Regions from separate parts of the Macaca mulatta genome. Here region 1 is linked to region 2. Evidence: chromatin contacts called from public Hi-C data. All regions are on one chromosome and are shown on one strand. Each heading gives the region's core, a stretch centred on a gene start, on an enhancer-like site or on the middle of the called end of the contact. The rest is flanking DNA. Distances are from core to core; before and after follow the strand shown.

Region 1 (4,723 bases), core at 574-3,073, 63 kb before region 2:
AGTCTGGAGCACAGGGGTAAGGTCAGGACTTGGATTTCAATTTGAGAATTATAGATACACAGATGTTATGTAAAGCCACAGAATTCTCCTCACTGGCCAAAATATGAGGAACTCTAAAGTTAGAGGTCAGCTAGAAGGGAAGAAGACTGAGGAGAAGTAGTAAAAGAGGTAGGAGAAAAACCAACAGCATTAGCGTTTATACAGGGCTTACTTTATGCCAGGCATATTCAAAGCACTTGGTGGCTTCATGGAAGCAAAGAGAAAAATGTTTTTCTTTTATTCTTCCCTTTCCAGTCTCTCCTGTTACTTTCACCCCTAAATTCAAAAGGTTTAGGTGCAAAAGTGATTCTCAGCTTTTATTTGTAATTAATTTTATAGTAATCTTGTACTGTTATAATTACTAATGTACATTCATTGGAAAAATTTCAAACAGCACAGTACAGGGAAGCTAAATGTGGAAAGTAAAGGTCCTCAGCAGCTTTTCTTCCTAGGCTCACCCACCCGAGGTAATCATTAACAGTTTCTTGTATATCCTCCAGGAATGTTCTGCACACACCCCCACATGCACGCAAATACCATCTCTCTCTCTTGCCCTCTCTCTGTATACGTACACATATGTTTAATTCTGCAAGTTGCTTTAAAACTCAATACCTTTTGGAGGTATTTATGTATCAGCATATTTAGATACAATTTACTTTTTTAAAAACGGGTAATATCCCATTGTATTAATATTCCGTAATTTAAGTTCCTCTATAGATGGACAATCAGAATACTTTTTTTTTTTCTTGCCACACACACACAAAAATTGCTGCCAAAAATCTTTGTAGATAAATCCTTGGATATTGGCGCAAAAATAATTGTTGCATACTTCCTTAGTGGTGAAATTGCTGAATCAATCCGCTCAAGCCTCTCATATTGTCAAATTACTCCTCCTAAAAGGTTACACTAATGACATTCTTACATCATTTGCTTACGTCTTGGTACACATTTGGTATTAAGCGACTTCATAAGTTTGCCAATCTAAATACATGGAAAAAAATGGCGTCATGTTGTTTTTATTTGGGTCTCTTTATGAGTAGGGCAGCAAGACCTGATTGTTAAACGTGCAAGTTCTGAAGTTAAACTCCCTGGGGCTGGATGCTACCTCTTCCTTGTAAAATGTGTGGTCTCAGGCTTGTTAGGTCTATTGCCTCGTCTCCAAAAAAGGGGATAAAGAGGGCACACATCTTTAGGCTTAAACAAGATACGTAGGAATACAGGAAGCCCTTCTTATACGTTCGCTACTAGCGGTACTGATCCTAATTTTTTTGAAGCCGTGCTCGCTCTGGTACTTTATTTTTGGTGTACTCCTCCAACCAACCAACCACAGAATTCTGTTGTTGCCTGTAATTAGAAATGAGAGGAAAACTGGCTCCGCTTGCTCAAAATTCTCCTCCCTCCGCCCCAACTCTGCCTTAGAATCACTGGTTTAAATGTCAACGTAAAGGAACGAGTTGCAATTTCCAAGGAACATGCAAAGTGGACACCTGGGCTGCGTACCTCCAGGCGGCCAGGACCCGCCGTTTTCGGTATAGGGAACACCAGATAGCAATACCTAACGCTACCTAACAAACATTTCTCCACCCACAGCGCCATTAGCCGTTAAGTTTGCAGTGCCGAAAAGCTCAAAGAGAATGGTGCTTAAAACAGGAATACAATTGTAGATCCACCCCCTACACGCAAAGAGCCCGGGACGCGCCTTCACAGCCCCGCCCCAACCGGAAGTGACGCACCGTGCCGACTATTTCTTCCGCCGTCCGCCGGTGGCGAGGCCCAGGCTATCGCGGGGTGTGCAGCGGCATCGCGGCCAGTAGAGGGATTCTGGGTAACGGCCCTGGCCCCCGGCTGGGCTTCTGGCTCGGCGCAGCAGGTTCCACTCACGCCAAGTCTGTTGGCAGTGGCAGTTGTAGGGCCGGGGGCGGTTGTAGGACCCGGAGCAGCCGGACATGGAGCAACCGTGGCCGCCTCCGGGACCCTGGAGCCTCCCTCGGGCCGAGGGTGAGGCTGAGGAAGAGAGTGACTTGGACGTGTTCCCCAGTTCTCCCCGCTGCCCGCAGCTGCCGGGCGGCGGCGCCCAGGTGAGAGGGGGCCTGCGTTCTGCCGAGGGATGGAGTGGTGCTGTCCCCAAACCCCTGGAATGCCGCGTCTCCCAGACCCTCTTCTAAGCCTTTTTCTGCGCCCACCTCACTGCCGGGGCCCGGGGATCTGATGCCTGATACCATCCCACCCCTTTTATAGCATTTTCGGATGGAGACGGGGTGGCCATGTATTACCAACCTCCACCTCCACGCACACCTTTTCTTTCACCTTGGCTGATTGCTGTTCACCCTTGGAAGACGTTCCTCCATCTCCCCTTCCTGACAGCACCCAGATTTGGGGCGGCTCATGGTGTAACATTGACCCTTTGTCCTCTTGTGAGAGGTTTTCCCGGAGCACTTTATTCTGTTAAAGGCTCTAGCATACTTGTGCACAGTTGATAGGAACAGTGAATGATTGTAGTTCAACGTCACACCGAGTCCTCACAAAGATTTCACATGCGATTTCAACCCATGTTGACAACTGAGTAAATTCTTCAAACCTCGCTTTTGACGCTGGCGTACACCTCTCCCATTCGCGTGACCATCTTTGCCTTACTGTTTAGTTTTGCTTCACGTCATTCTCCAGTGAAAATATATACGCATATACTTGCCTTTTCCTTCAGACTTCTCTTAGGTTCCTGGTATTTACTTGTGTTTTCAATCCAGCTTTCCTGCCTTCCTGCCATTGAAACGTATCCAAATGTGATATACTACTAAGGATTTTTCAGGGACCTATCTTAGGGGATACTTACATACTCGCATCACCTTTTCCTGTTTTTTTTCTCCTCCGAATCCCTGTGTGTTTTGGAAGTATATTTCAGGATCACAGTCTAAACACTAATATATTCAATGGATCATAGGTGTCTGTCGCCTCCTTGCAAAATGGGGTTCCCAAGAGTGTAACAGATTTAATAGTAGTTTTCCTCTCAACTTATTTTGCTAGATGTTAATGAGGATGAGTTAAATTGTTTGCCAGTAAGCGTGAGATTATCAGTCTTATGCCCAGCTAACAGAGTTAGTTGGCTTCACACAGAGAAAAATGCTGTTTCATAACCACTGTCTGTACTTTGGCCAGCTAGTCACTGGGGAACTATAAGACATTTTTTAGGAGGATAGAATGAGAGTTGATGGGTCCATCATTAGTCACCCACTAATTTTGGATCACCAGTGTCATCTTTATATACAAAATGTATTATAAGCATATGATGTGTTAGGGAGGAAAAAAAGAGTGAACAGCAGGTGCCATTGTCAATTTGGAAGGCATATGAAGAGGAAAAAGGGTGTCAAGAATTACAGTGCATTGTGGTTGAATTACAGAAGTAATCTAGAGAAATATCTGTATGTTAATTTCTTACTTGTGCACTTATAAATTTGTTTAACTGAAAGATTTTTAGAAGTGAGTAAGCTTATCTCTCTCATTAAAAGTGATTTCCCTGAGACCGTGTAACTAGTTAGTGGCCAGGTTAAAACTAGAACCCACTTATGACTCCTAGTCCAGTATATTTTCCCACCTACTGCACTGCCCACCCTGTGAAGTACTGTAAAACTTTGTCTGAAACTACCTTTAAATGGTATTAAAATTTGCAAAGTGGGTCGGGTGCAGTGGCTTACGCCTATAATCCCACGCTTTGGGAGGCTGAGGCAGGTGGATCACCTGAAGTCGGGAATTCGAGACCAGCCTGAACAACATGGAGAAACCCCGTCTCCACTAAAAATACAAAATTAACCGGGCGTGGTGGTGCATACAGAATCAGCTGGGTGTGGTGGTGGGTGTGTGTGATCCTGGCTACTCAGGAGGCTGAGGCAGGAGAATTGTTGGAGGCAGAGATTGCCGTGGCCTAGATCACACCATTGCACTCCAGCCTGGGCAACAAGAGCGAAACTCTTGTCTCAAAAAAAAAAAAAAAAAATTTGCAACGTGATTATTAATTCTAAGTTCATGTGTTTATTACAGACCTACTTATTGGTTTTGCTGGCTTTAAGACTTAAATTTTTGGATTGGAATGTTTGGAAAAAAATAAAATGTTTAATTAACATTTTATAATCCTAAAAAACAGCTTTGGCTTAATTTTATCAAATAAGGGGGATCTAGATTTCTTAATGTATTATGTGATATGTAATTCTTAGATCCAATTAATGTAAAGGCAGATCATGTTTAATGTCTTTCTAAAACTTCTGTATGGTCATGGATTAGAATGTGACCTAATATTTTATTTAATCATCTGAATACATGTTGGATAGTTTGCCAAATGACCAAATGTTGTCTGGGTAGTTTGTGGAGAATTAAAACATAAATTATTTTTAGAATTGTTTGATTTGAGAAAAGAATATTTACTCCCAAATAATTTGAAAATGCAAGATAATTTCTGTTTATCCATATAACCATATTACTTTTCTTGATATATTGTCTTCTTTTTCCTTTTTTTTTTTTTTTTTGAGACGGTGTTTTGCGGTGTTGCCCAGGCTGGAGTGCAATGGCACAATATTGGCTTACCGCAACCTCTGCCTCCCAGGCTCAAGTGATTTTCCTGCTACAGCCTCCTGAGTAGTTGGGATTACAGGTGCCCACCACCGTGCCCAGCTAATTTTTTTTTTTCTTTTTTGAG
Region 2 (5,102 bases), core at 155-2,654:
CGCCTGTAGTCCCAGCTACCAGGGAGGCTGAGACAGGAGAATTGCTTGAACCCAGGAGGCAGAGGTTGCAGTGAGCCGAGAGCACGCCACTGCACTCCAGCCTGGGCGACAGAGCAAGACTCCGTCTCAAAAAACAAACAAACCAAAAAAAGAAAAAGAAAATAAGTGATACACGTATCTGTGCTTACAAAGTAAACCTTTCTAGAAGGAAACTCTGTTCCCCCCCCCGAAGAATGGGACTGAGGTAGGGAACGAAGGACGGCGTTGTTTTTTATGCTATACACGTCTATCCTGTTTCTTATCCTTACAAAAAAAAAAAAAAAAGAAAGAAAGAAAAGAAAAGAAAGAAAAAGGCCTTGTGTAGGCATTATTTCTATATAGTAAATGGGTTTCAAAATGAGTTTCAAAACAGGTTCTATTTTGAAAAGGTCAACATTTTTTGAGAAAAAAACTCCCGCTATTGGCTTTTCAAAAACAACCTTCTTAAGAGAGAATTTGCATACCACAAATTCACCCATTGTATAGTGTAGATTGTTAACTGGCTTTCGTGCTGAGCTGTAAGAATTCATTTGGCATGAGAAACAAAATATTTTATGTAACCACGCGTAAGAATAGCCTCCGTGTCTACGAAATCTAGGGATATCAAAATTTGAGATAATTTTATGACTGCAACAAGGGTAAATAATACTTGGCCTTCGGAATATGGGGGAAAGGTCAGAACTACAAGATCCCATAGAGCTTAACCACACCAAAAAAAAAAAAAAAAAAAAGGAAAACAAGAAAGAGAGGAGAAAAGAAGAGAAGAGAACAAAACAAGCAAACTCTAGCAGGGCTAATGCCAGTCTTCTAAATGCACCAGCACGTTGAATAAGCTGCAGCTCAGCTCGATGGACCCCCAAGAGTGGCTGCCACTGGGAAGACTAGTGCCTCTGAAACAAAGCCCGGTGGTTTCCTTTCATCTCTGAACTTCGAGCTTGACCTAACTTTCCAGTACCTTCCCCAGCCCCACTCTCCCATAACCCGCCCGAAGCGGCCCACGGAGGCCGGAGGTTTCGGGGCGCAGTCGCTCAGCAGCCCGAGGTCTCTGTCCCGGGCGACGGGAGGGAAATGCCGCGCCCGCAGCCTGGGACCCGCGTGCCCAGCTTCGGCCACCTCGCACGCAAAGTCCGACCCGGGTGACAGCGCACGGCCGGCCCTGGGCCCAGAGCTCCCACCTGTGCCCCGCAGCATGTTGTCCCGGAGCAGGTCCCCGCTGGAGAGGTGCTTCAGCTGGAAGTGTGTGGTGATGCGCGACGACACGGTGCCCTTGCCCGAGCCCGGGGCCCCCATGATCACCGCTCGCAGCAGCCGCGCGGACGCCCCCATGGCCGCAGACCCAGGCCCGCGCCGCGCGGCTACCAGGGCTTTGGCCTGGCCTGCGCTCTCACCCGCTTCGCAGCCCGCGCCGGCCAGCTGGCAGCGCCGCTATCAGGCGGTTACTGAGGTTCCCAGGCGTTCCCGGAAGTGCGCCGACAGCCACTGGGGCAGCCCAGACAGCGACCGACCCCGCGGCTGCTCCCGCCTCTCGGCGACCCCGGCGCACTCAGTCCCCGGCGCCTGGCCCCGCCCAGCCGCGCAAACCGCGCCGCCTCTGCGCTCGCTCTGCCGCCCAGCTGCCACCTGCGCCTCTCCGCGGCCCCTCTCCACCGGCCGCTGGGCCCAGTCCCTTCGGCGCCCCTCTGCACCAACCCCCACGCGCCCTCCACTCAGCTCAGATCTACCTCCGCGCCTCTCCGCGACTCCCGAACCCCGCGCCGTGTCTGGCCGAGTCCCAGCCGGATAGACCGAGCTCCCCTCTGTCCGACCTTGGCAACTCCTGCGCGCCCCCCGCCCCCGCCACCTCTAGTCGCCCTTCGGAGCCTCTTGGTTTCGGAATCCACCCGCACCCATCCCTCCAACAACCCTTTTGTAGTCTGGGCCCCTAGTCCATAGCAGGCGCTGCCCTACCCAGTCCCTGCGGGACACACCGCGCCCCCTGCCGTGCTCCCTTGACAACCCTTGTCCCCGCTCCACCTGGCGCCCACTCGAGTCCCCCCTCCCCTCTACTCCCTTGGACCGCCAGACCCCCCGCTTCTGCACCCACCCCCGCTTTTGTCCCTCCCTCCTTCCTCCTCTTCCCTTCCCTCCTTCCTCCTCTTCCCTTCCCTCCTTCCTCCTCTTCCCTTCCCTCCTTCCTCCTCTTCCCTTCCCTCCTTCCTCCTCTTCCCTTCCCTCCTTCCTCCTCTTCCCTTCCCTCCTTCCTCCTCTTCCCTTCCCTCCTTCCTCCTCTTCCCTTCCCTCCTTCCTCCTCTTCCTCTGCTGCCAAGGGCCCTCTCTTCCCACTCGTCTGTGTAGAACCAGAGGGAGTGACCTTGAGCCGAGAGGGCCTACCTCATTTTACAGGAGAGGAAATCCGAGTTTCATTGAGTGAGATTCTTTTATAAGTAACATAAAAGAGTATGTGAAACTGTGGAGGCAGGCTGTTGTAGATAGGCGGTCGGAAAAGCTTTGAAGAGATGGCATTTGTGCTGAGTACTTAATTAGAATGTGGAAGAGAAAGACATAGGCCCTTCCTATGTCCAGTTTTAGGGGAAGGCCCTAAACTGGAGGTTTGGCGTGTTTCAAGAATGGAAACAGAGGACAAACATTCGAGTGAGTATCATTTTGTCTGCAAACTGGGCATAGAGGATTAGAATGGAGGAGTTAATGTAGTACTTAGTGCAATGCCAGCTACAGGGTCAATGTTCAATAATGGTTGTCCATTTATTATCATTGCTTTGTGCTGTGACACTATGTGAAGGCAGAAAGAAGGCTCTATGAAAATAAACACAGTTACCATTCTCCTCAGAGGTCCAGAACTGATTTCAAAGAAGATAGAAATGACGTCAGGGCGAGACAGTGAGTGAATCTTAGCTGAGTGAATGGATGGGGGATTTCAATAGATAGACAGCCTGGTACTTAGAAAAGACATTAGCCTTTACTTTCTGATATGGAGAAAAAAGAAAGAAAATACATACCTTCTACATTTTTTTTTCTTTGAGACAGAGTTTTGCTCTTGTTGCCCAGGCTAGAGTGCAATCGGCTCACCGCAACCTCCACCTCCCGAGTTCAAGTGATTCTCCTGCCTCAACCTCCCAAGTAGCTGGGATTACAGGCACGTGCCACCGCACCTGGTTAATTTTATATTTTTAGTAGAGACGGGATTTCTTCACGTTAGTCAGGCTGGTCTGAAACTCCTGACCTGAGGTGATCCACCCGCCTTGGCCTTCCAAAGTGCTGGGATTACAGGTGTGAGCCACTGCGCCCTTCCTTGTTTTGTTTGTTGTTTGTTTGAGACAGGGTCTTGTTTTGTCGCCCAGGCTGGAGTGCTGTGAAGCGATCTCAGCTCACTGCAACCTCTACTTCCCAGGTTCAAGTGATTCTCATGCCTCAGCTTCCCAAGTAGCTGGGATTACAGGCACCCGCCACCACACCCAGCTAATTTTTGTATTTTTAGTAGAGATGGGGTTTCATCATGTTGGCCAGGCTGATCTCAAACTCCTGACCTCAAATGATCTGCCCGCCTTAACCTCTCCAAGTGCTGGGATTACAGGCTTGAGCCACCCCACTGTGCCCAGCCGAGCTCATACATACTCATTACTAAGCAAGAAATAATGAAAATAAATGAATTAAACATTGAATTAATGTAATTGGGAAAAGGACATCAAAATAACCCATGGAAAGCAGAGGAAGGGATGAAGTAAACACCACAAATGAAAGGATGAGAAAAACAACTAACTAAAGAATGAACGAGTCTGGACAAGTACAACTTATGCAATACTAGAAAATCTGAAGGTGTGGAGAAAGTACTTCTAATCTCAAAGCTGGAAACATAGGAGGTTCTGGCTCCAAAAGAAACCAGAAAGAAAATCCTGGGGAAATTTGGTTTAGAAAAAAAAGTGTTCAAACAAAAATAGCTGAGGAATCATCCTCTCATCGCAGGGGCGAAAAGCTGAGTGTCGTGGTCATATTAACAGGCCCACAAAACACCCATCAACTTTAGCTTTGCGAAAGGTTGTTGATTACAAATGAGTAACTGCCAGTCTGTGAAATCTCCTGGCAACTGTGCCTGGCATAGTCATTTCACCATTCACAGGCATTTGTATGGATCTGTTCCTCACTGCCTACCTTGTTCCAACGGAAAAACACTGAGGTCAAATTCATTCAAATTCTAATTTAATGATCAAGTGTTTATACAGATTAGTTTGAAGCAAATAAAGCCCAGATGAGTGCTTTGCACATAGTAGGCACTCAATAGGTCTTTGTTGATTAAATACTAAGAATTACTGTTTTGTCACTTTTGTTTGTTTGTTTTTGAGCTGGAGTCTCTCTCTGTCACCCAGGCTGGTGCAGTGGCGCAATCTTGGCTCACTGCAACCTCTGCCTCCTGGATTCAAGGGATTGTCCTGCTTCAGCCTCCCAAGTAACTGGGACTACAGGCCTGAACCATCATGCCCAGCTAATTTTCGTATTTTTAGTAGAGGTTTCGCCAATTTGGCCAGACTGGTCTCAAACTCCTGACCTCAAATGATCCTCCTGCTTTGGCCTCCCAAAGTGCTGGGATTACAGGTATGAGCCACCATGCCCAGCCTTTGTCACATTGAAGACTGAAATGTTTAAGGGCTCTAGAATGTACAACTGAGGGGGAAATGATAGGCATGTGTCATGGGTTGAATTGTATTTCCCCAGGAGATATATTGAAGTCCTAACCTCCAGTACCTCAGACCATGACCTTACTTGCACATAGGGTCTTTGTAGACATAGTTAAGACAAGGTCATAGTGGAAGATGGTCAGCTCTTAATCCAATATGACCTGAAAACATAGGGGGAGAATGCCATGTGATGATGGAAGCAGATATTGGGCTTAAACAGCTGCAAGCCAAGGAACACCAAAGATTGCTGGGGACACTAGAAGCCAAGAGAAAGACACAAAGCTGATTCTCCCCTAGGATCCTTGGGGGAGAATAACCCTGCCCTCACCTTGACTATGAATTGTAGCCACTAGAACTGTGAGAGAATAACTTTCTATTGTTTCAAGCCCCCTA

Evidence for each region. A called contact is a pair of places that touch in the nucleus more often than the background predicts.
Region 1: a contact with region 2 is called in a Hi-C map of liver, with 4 times the contacts expected there. The contact joins the promoter of CDC37L1 here to the promoter of AK3 in region 2. A contact is called at or near these places in 5 of 14 Hi-C or Micro-C datasets (CD4 T cells, cortical neurons, fetal cortex germinal zone and 1 more).

What each region holds. Positions count from the first base shown.
Region 1 is chr15:94,734,749-94,739,471 of T2T-MMU8v2.0, reverse strand. It overlaps CDC37L1 (cell division cycle 37 like 1, HSP90 cochaperone), which reads left to right and starts at 1,823. Exons shown (of 7, transcript NM_001257827.1): 1 at 1,823-2,117. The coding sequence starts at 1,986. It overlaps LOC144334706 (a long non-coding RNA gene), which reads right to left and starts at 1,742. Exons shown (of 2, transcript XR_013404856.1): 1 at 1,540-1,742.
Region 2 is chr15:94,671,360-94,676,461 of T2T-MMU8v2.0, reverse strand. AK3 (adenylate kinase 3) reads right to left here and starts at 1,404. Exons shown (of 5, transcript NM_001266135.1): 1 at 1,215-1,404. The coding sequence starts at 1,365.